Regions from separate parts of the Zea mays genome. Here all the other regions are linked to region 3. The links are chromatin contacts, called in public Hi-C maps. All regions are on one chromosome and are shown on one strand. The core of a region is the stretch at or near the end of the contact, and the rest is flanking DNA. Distances in the headings are between cores, read along the strand shown. Region 1 has its middle 75 kb from the start of LOC100383498. Region 2 holds the start of LOC103639036 (serine/threonine-protein kinase EDR1). Region 3 holds the start of LOC100285614 (40S ribosomal protein S15a-like).

Evidence for each region. A called contact is a pair of places that touch in the nucleus more often than the background predicts.
Region 1: a Hi-C map of ear shows a contact between it and region 3, with 2.7 times the contacts expected there. The contact joins the enhancer-like site here to the promoter of LOC100285614 in region 3. A contact is called at or near these places in 2 of 25 Hi-C or Micro-C datasets (ear and leaf).
Region 2: a Hi-C map of ear shows a contact between it and region 3, with 4 times the contacts expected there. The contact joins the promoter of LOC103639036 here to the promoter of LOC100285614 in region 3. A contact is called at or near these places in 13 of 25 Hi-C or Micro-C datasets (bundle sheath, ear, endosperm and 5 more).

Annotation. Positions count from the first base shown.
Region 1 is chr9:128,032,207-128,034,906 of Zm-B73-REFERENCE-NAM-5.0, forward strand. No RefSeq gene overlaps it. Among protein-coding and RNA genes, the nearest start is that of LOC100383498, 75 kb to the right of the region's middle. Within about 2 kb of position 1,310, at least 20 of the 20 cell types and tissues checked have an H3K27ac peak or open chromatin away from gene starts, as enhancers often do. A contact at or near this core is called in ear and leaf, where this site is marked.
Region 2 is chr9:128,144,257-128,146,956 of Zm-B73-REFERENCE-NAM-5.0, forward strand. LOC103639036 (serine/threonine-protein kinase EDR1) reads left to right here and starts at 1,294. Exons shown (of 9, transcript XR_004852756.1): 1 at 1,294-2,003; 2 at 2,078-2,401; 3 at 2,516-2,700.
Region 3 is chr9:128,431,994-128,434,693 of Zm-B73-REFERENCE-NAM-5.0, forward strand. It overlaps LOC100285614 (40S ribosomal protein S15a-like), which reads right to left and starts at 1,375. Exons shown (of 3, transcript NM_001158505.2): 1 at 1,124-1,375. The coding sequence starts at 1,253.

The DNA.
Region 1 (2,700 bases), core at 60-2,559, 400 kb before region 3:
TTTTCTGCTTGTGCTACTCATGTTTGGTGATTTGTGTTTGTAGAGAGTGTGTGAAGGTGTCCATACACTTATAATGAAAGCACACATCAAGTTATATTGACGTAGAAGAGAAGCGAGGCGCAAAGGCACACTTGGCATTGCGCTGGCCAAACTCGTCCAAACCGACATTACAACCCAACCAAGCTGGGTTTAGCATTGTGCCAAGGCCACTATGCAAAGTCAGCTTGGCCGGGTTTAGTATAGAGTGTCGTGTTTAATTTTTTTATGTACTAACTTTTTTTAAAAAAAAAGTTTGTAGTGTCTATTCACTCCAAGTATCAAAGCGGTCCTTTTACATAAACACATACATTTTTGGAGTCTATTTTGAGACTATACAGGTTAATGCAAGACTCAAATATTATATTATGGGAAAGAATTTTTAGTTTCTAGTTTTTTGGAGTCTATTTTGAAACCATGAATTTAGGTAGTTTTTTCCCTAATTTTTTGTAGTCTATTTTGAGGCTAAACAAGTTAATCCAAGACTCAAATATTATTTTATGGGAAAGAATTTTAATTTCAAAACTACAAGAGGTATAATACAAAACACAAGCGAATAGGTCATGCTTATCTTCCAGTATCTACTTGAAAAATTCTGAAGAAATTGAAAGATACATAGATCCTTTGTTTTGGATCGATAAAGAAAGTTAAGAAACACTGGATTCTGGTGGTGTGACTCATCTCCTTATTACGCTATCTGCTTTGGCATAACTTGGCTGGCCGGCCAATCACGCCATCTGGATTATGGAATGGAGCAAATAGTAGATATCTATTCCATCGTCTATTAATTCCAAACACTAAAGTGTCTACCGTATCTCTGTAGAACTGATACAATAGTGTTTTGTACACCGCTTAATACTGGTAAGCTCAATCTTATACCATATCATGGTTTCGTATCAGAATGTTTAGTTAGTCATGTCCATTCATGTGGTGTGGCCGGGTATTTTATTTATAAATAAAAGTGCTAGTTTCTAGAAATCTAGATAGAGATAGACCCTTTTAAACATTATTGTTTAAAACACGCGCGCGCACACACACAAGTCTTCTGGGTCAGACCAAAAGCAGCATGCTCCAGAGTCCAGTCCAGTTCAGACCCGGGGTAACTGAGAGAGGTTGGGCCGGCCATTTGGGTTGACGGGGTAACGGGAGCAGAAGCTACGACCTGCTTGGATTTTCCGCGGCCCAGAAAAATGAACGGAACCCGGATGGTCTTGTCGTGAAATGGGATGGACGGATATCCACCCAGCCCACGTGTGTCATGCCATGCGCGCTATCTGAGGTCCAAGCCCATGAACCTGCCTCCGCCCATGCCTCGCCATCCGCCAAGGCACCGCTCCGCGCGCTCTCCGGCCTCTGCGGCGGGCTGGTCGGCTGGTCGTGCCCGTGCGCGCGGCCAGTACCGTGGCGGACGGCCGGTATCAAAGACTAACCTTTCCTTCCGCGGGGGTGTCGGCAGTCCGGACGGCCTAGACAGACAGCAGTGGTCAGTGGACAACTGGACATCGAGTTGAGTGTGACGGCGTTGGCGGCGGTAGACTTCTCTGCGTTGGATGCCGGCCTGGGCAGCAATGAATCTCCCTCTATTTCCGGCGGCATTTGGCGGCGGTGTCCGGGTGAGATGAGATCTTCCCTAGTTTCTATTCCTCTTGCGTGACGAATGGGTATAAGGTCAGGGTTCGCACGTAAAATTCTAGAATCCCTCCTGACCTGATTTGCGGTTGCATTGGTGAGGAAGCTCCTTCGGGCCGGGTTGTTTGACAAGTTCGCACATAAAATTCCTTGCTCGATTCCAGCCCCTAGGCGACGGCCGTGCACCAGATTTGGGGAGATTTTTGCCGAACCAGGTGCTCGCATTCGTGCTTCCTTTTCTGACAGGGTGCGCATACCAAAGAATGGTGGTCTACTTGTGCCCGTCTAGGTGTCTGTTGAATTATTAGATATTTTCAGATTAAATTTCGAATATAAATTATTGTTGAATTATTATACAATTTTTAGATTAAATTCTGAATATATAAATCAGAAGAACTGGAGTATAAAGTCAAATCAGATAATGTGCATTGATCAAACATACTGGTAGATGACACGGGCCGGAAGCAGCAGGGTCGACGACGTCGAAGCAGCGGAGCCGATGATGTCGAAACAGCAGGGTTCGACGACAAGATCGCGAGTAGGGATGGCAACGGATAAACTATCCACGGATAGTATCTCTGGACATCCATATCCGTGACTTATATCTGGTATCCGAACCCGTACCCGTTATCCGCTATGGATAAAAAACAGTATCGGATATCCGCGGATATATCCGTTTGCCCACTACACATGCAACATATTTAAATCCAGCAAATTCTAGGCAACAGTCACGGATATATCCGTTTGCCCACTACACATACAACATATTTAAATCCTAACAATAATTATACGTATGTATTGTATCTGTACTCTAGGTGACAGTCGCGGTAGGAGTGGGAGAGGAGAGATGGGAGGGTCTGGAGTGAGAGCGACCAAGCGAGGGCTTCGCTGGAAGCCTGGAACCTAGGCTTGTGGCCTTGTGGGTTGTGGCTCGTGGGCCTGTGGGACAGGAGTACGAGATATTTTAACGGATATTCGGGTATTTGGGTATGGATACTGATTTTTCGTACCCGTTTTAAAAATATCCACGGATAT
Region 2 (2,700 bases), core at 44-2,543, 290 kb before region 3:
TCTCTGTTGAAGAGAGTTTTAGAGCATCTCTAAGGGTTTCTTAGAAGTCTCTCTTTAAATCATTTTTTTTGAAAAAACATAAAAACATGTCTCCAACAGTTTTTCTAAAACGCTCTCAACTTTTTCATAGCCCTTAAAACTTTCTCATTTATAGCTACAAATGAGAGATTTTTTAGGCTCCACAGAAACAATCTACCGCTTTAAGAGATCTGTTAGAGAAAGGATTAAAATTCATTCCATTAATTTTTTAGGCGTCAACTAAAATTAATTTTGAGAAGTCATTTTTTAGAGAGCTCTTGAAGATGCTCTTAGATTTGTAACTTCAGAGTGGCTCTCAAGAGCTCTTCTTTTCTCCTCCGCAGGCTACACTGTGGGGCTGCAATTAGGACTGGGCGTTCGGGTTTACCCGAAAATTCGGGTCGGGCTTTTCGGGTTTTTTAAATTTCGGGTTTTCAACAGTTGAACCCGTACTCGTACCCGAAATTTCGGGTACCCGCAATTTCGGGTACCCACAAATTCGGGTTTGGGTTTGTGTAAAATTCGGGTACCCGTTATTGCCTTTGACAAAATCACAAACTCAAATCACACTTGGTTGTTGCCTGTTGGTCCACTCGGGCAATGCATGTGCGTGACGGGCGCCTGGACGTTGGCCTGGACGGCGCCTTGGTGAGGCCGCGGCGCCTGGACGCTAGCGTCGCGTTGAGCGCTGGTGGCTGGCGTGCGACCGGCTGGACAGGTTGCAGTTGTAGCCTAGGCGATGGCCAATGGGGGGCGTGCCGCAGCCGCCGCTGGTGCCGCGCCAGGAACAGCCGCCGCTGGAACAGCCGCCGCTGGTGCCGCGCCAGGGACTCAGGACAGCCGGACAAGGAAGACAGGACTCAGGAGTTAGGGTTGGCTGGATTGGGAGGTTTCGATTTCGTAGTAGGCTGCCAACTGGGCCGTGGGCTGTGGAGCTTGCGCTCGGCCTGGCGCCTGGCGGCCTTCTAGTAGAATGGATATCGGGTAGAATGGGTACTTCGGGTACCGCGGGTTAGTACCCGATTAGGCCCGAACTTAGTTCGGGTATCCAGTTTCATTACCCGCTGGAGCTATTTGGGTAACGGGCTTCGGGCTAAACGGGTATGGGTTCGGGTATTTCGGGTATAGGGCTTCGGGCTCGGGTTTTATGCCCCTAGCTGCAATGCTCGGACGGGATGACAAGCGTCAATGATCCTTGTGCAAGATACTTGCAGAATCAAGCAAAAAAAAAACATCGAGTAGTAGCACGTACGGCTTGGTTGTTGTAGCGTGCAGGCCCATATATAGTAGCAAATTAACTGTCCAGCAAAGCGAGCCCGTTGGAAACTCGGCCCAAACTCTACCTCATCTATCACCTCAACAACCACACCAGCAAATGAGTTACTTATCTCTACTATTCCTTAAGACCATAACGAGGGCGTCCACCGCATCACCGTGCCCCCGCCCCCGTCTACGAGCGACCCTCTGCGCTCGCGCGAATCCCGCCCGAGATCGCCGCCGATCCGAAGCAACGGCACCGTGCCCCTCCCCCTCGCGAGATCCGCGACCGCCCCATCCCGGCGCCGCGGGATCCACGCCTCCGCCCTCGCCCTTCCCCACCCCCACCCGCTAATCTCGCGGTCGATCCGCGCCCGGTCCTGACCCCGCCTCCGTCCTCAGCACCGCCACTCCGTCCCCCATCTTCGGCGCCGCCGTCTCCCGCTCCCCTGGCACGCATTCGGGGTCCTTGCGGGCGACAAGCACCTCCGTCCCGGAGGCATCTGCCGCTGCAGCATAGACCACCATGTCCTCGCTCGGCAGCACCGATGTTGACGATGGCAACGAGGAGGAGGACGGCTCCGCGAGCACCCCCGAGATCTACTGCTGCCACTCCCACGCAGTTCTTGCTCACGAGATCTGTGTGCAGGTTGATGTCCTCGTGGTGCCACGCCGACCTCGCCGCCACCAAGCGCGCCACCCATGTCCTCACCGACCTCGCCAAAATTGTAAGAATAGGTGTTGTCACTGTCGTGGTGTACGTACAGTTGAGTTTTGAGTTAGTGTTTAGCTTCCTTACCAGGGACGGATCGAAGCACCATAATAAGTGTTTAGCTTTCCTCCGCGCCTCGGGCGGCCGCGGCACAGGCGCCGCCGCGCCCGCTCGCCGCGAAGCACAAGGACGAGCCGGACCCCGACGACGGCAGGCAGAGGGTCACTGTCTTCTTCGGCACGCAAACCGGCACCGCTGAGGGCTTTGCCAAGGTCCCTACTCAAACTCTGCTCCTCTGTTTGCTGTGTTTGCGGTCCCTTCTACAGACTACAGCCAGAGCTCGGTGCTCTGCTCGCTTGCTTGCACCGCTGGCTAAGATCGGATTTGACGGCACTTTTGGGCGTGGAGATCTTGGTACCGTCCAGAAGAAGCTCAAATCTATTTCATACACAAGTGCATTTGATTTTGTTCCTGATGTTAGGCTGACCTTTAACAATGCGATGACTTACATTCCTTGTGGCCATGTAGTGCATGACTCGTGCCCGCGCCAGGACTCGTTGCCAATATTGCACTCTTAGTGCAAAGAATAGCTGAGCTTGTTACAGATAATATGGGTGGACCTGTCAAAGATGCTAACGACATGCTCACAAGGTGGCTGGAGAAGAGTACTGAGCTGAGAACATCGCTACAAACAAGTTTGTTGCCTATTGGTT
Region 3 (2,700 bases), core at 125-2,624:
CCTTGCAGGCTCCACTGACGCTGCTAGCGGAGCAGTTGCCGCAGGACACAGGCATGGGTGAGTAGCAGCCACCAGGTTCTGAGGCCAGAGAGGACAAGCAGGTCAGCGTGCCGAATCTGGGGGAGGGCCTGGTGTTCTAGGTGTTGATGCCGTGATGCGTGTGGAGGCCAGGACACGGACGGTCGCTGCCCGCGTGAACTAATTTGGGAGATAGCACACTGATCAATTATATCACCAAACAGGGTAAGCCCTTAATAAGTTAGTTGTGTGAGTGTGAGTCCATGGTACGACTGGTGCACATACCATCTCAAAGTTTCAATCTGTCATCTCTTATGAAAGTAATTGCTAATAAGGTATGTGCATGGAAAATTAGTGGGTACAAAAAATAACTATTGTATAGCAGCACAAAGATCAGTGTTTGACTTGGAAACCTGAGGAATGAGGAGAGCTATAGCAACTCATCAACTGGCAAACAAGTTGTAAACCTATCTTTCTTTCTTTGTTTCAGTTCACTAATTCATTGATGTGTGCATGATTAAGCTATCTACACTCATGCAACTCTAAATTTGTACACCATATTTTTCAACCGTATTTTAGAGTTACCTTTCGAGTGAACCGCTGCAGCCTGATCCAAACTTTATATCCTATTGTATCCTCAAGACCTTAACGATAACTTTTCGAGTACGCGAGTGCAGACATATATGTCTAAAACAACATTTTTAAAATGTATATGTCTAAAGCAACACTTTTAAAATGTAAAACATATTGGTGATCGAGTTGCGCAAGGCACGACCAATTTACTAGTTAATTTGAAGCTGAGGTGGTTCGGTGTGATAAGTTGCTATCAACGTATAAGGAGCATAGCAAACTTCGATGTCAACATGAGGGGATCAGTACCCTTTTCTCCTTAAACCAGCACGCCACTCGCAAGTCACTATTAGATGTGATTCTCCTAGAAATGGGTTGATTACTCTGTTAACGACTTAGAAGCGGCATCAAAGCTTTGGTGTGCTTCTTGGGAACATCCGACGACGAGATAAGATTGGCGAAGGGAGAGGCGGCGGTATGCTAGCTGGTCATGAAGGAGGTTGTGGCAGATACCTAGTAAGAGGCGGAATACTACCTCGGTACTTCATGATGTTGAGGAAGGAGACCATGACGCCGGAGATGGGTCGGAGAAGCGCCGACGCGTTCCCCCGCCGGTCTGCGTTGACCATCGTGCGCAGAGCATCGTTGAGGATCCGCCGCCCCATCGCGAGTCCGGAGGTTGGATCTTTGACTGACCACAAGCGCCGCCGCCGCCCTTTCCGCTTCCTCTCCTCTAGCAGTAGCGCTACCCGCCGGCGGCGCTCTGCGATGGATTAGGAAGAGGCACGCTGCGCGCACGCCCGGCACTCCTAAACATGGGCCGAGCGCTCTAGGAAGGCCCAGCCCATGCGCCAATGTTTGAGCCGGAGCAGCCGTGGTGGAGGGCCCAGGTGAGGTCGTTTTCCCGTTTCCTTGCTAGACTTTAGCACCGCACTTATTACTCAAGTTTAGCTACTAAAGAAACAAACAAGTGACTAAAATCCTGTTTGGAAGCAACACAGTTTTTAAAAAAACAGTTTTTATCTTTTAGTTAGAAGAGCTTTTTGGTTTTTAAAAACCTGAGAATTTAATATCTATAAACTTGGTTATAAATGGGTATGTTTGGAACCACCCCAATTTCTATAAACCAGTTTCTTAAAAATTGGGTGCTTCCAAACAGGACCTAAGTGGGTGTTTCATTTCTAAGAACTAATTTTTAGTCCCTCCATTTTTTTCATTTTAGTCCCTAAATTTCCAAATACATAAATTAAAATAGAGTTTTAGTTTTCGTATTTGGCAATTTAGGAACTAAAATGAAATAAAATGAAGAGACTAAAAATTAGTCCCTAGAAACCAAACACCCCCTAAAAGAGTTGTGCTAAAGTTTAGAACTCATTAGCACTTTAGCTCCATCAAAGATGCTAAACTATGCTAAAAGTGGTTCTCAACCCTATTTTGTTTTGAATACCCCTTCCTCTCTCCCCCACCATTGGCAGCATGCTCCTCGAGGACCGCAAGACTTTAGCATTTTAACCAACAAGCCTCGAATGCTAAAGTTTATCAAAAGTTTAGCATGTGCTAAATTTAGTCAGCTGCTAAACTTTAGCACTAGAGAAACAACAGGCCCTGAATCTTCTTGTTCAGTGGTCGTGTGACTCATTCCGATCCTAGCTAGAAAATAAGCAAGGTTAACCTAACCTAGCTTGTTAAATACTTGCAAATCCCCTTGTTTGGTTGTATGTACTCAATTAAACTTTTCATGTCTTGTTAAATTTGGTTTGTTTCTTTCCCAAAACCTGAGATCATCCTTTACAACAAAAACTCGTTCCAGTTGGATATGGCATCAAGGCGCAAACTTTGATCACCGTTGTGGATAACCTTTTGTTTTTGTCAATCGGGGACAAGGTTCACCAAACCAGTGGGACTTCAAAAACTGGCCAAGACCGATTAGCAACTAATCGTTATTTATCGGTGTAAACCGATAAAAGCCGGCCAAATCTAAATTCAAACAATTTTTTGAATCAGCTCGGTTTGACATCGATTTATCGACTGATATGACCTATTAATCGGTTCCAGAACCGATAAATCGACAGCACATCAGGTAAAACCGAATGCCTTGTTTTTGGCAAATAA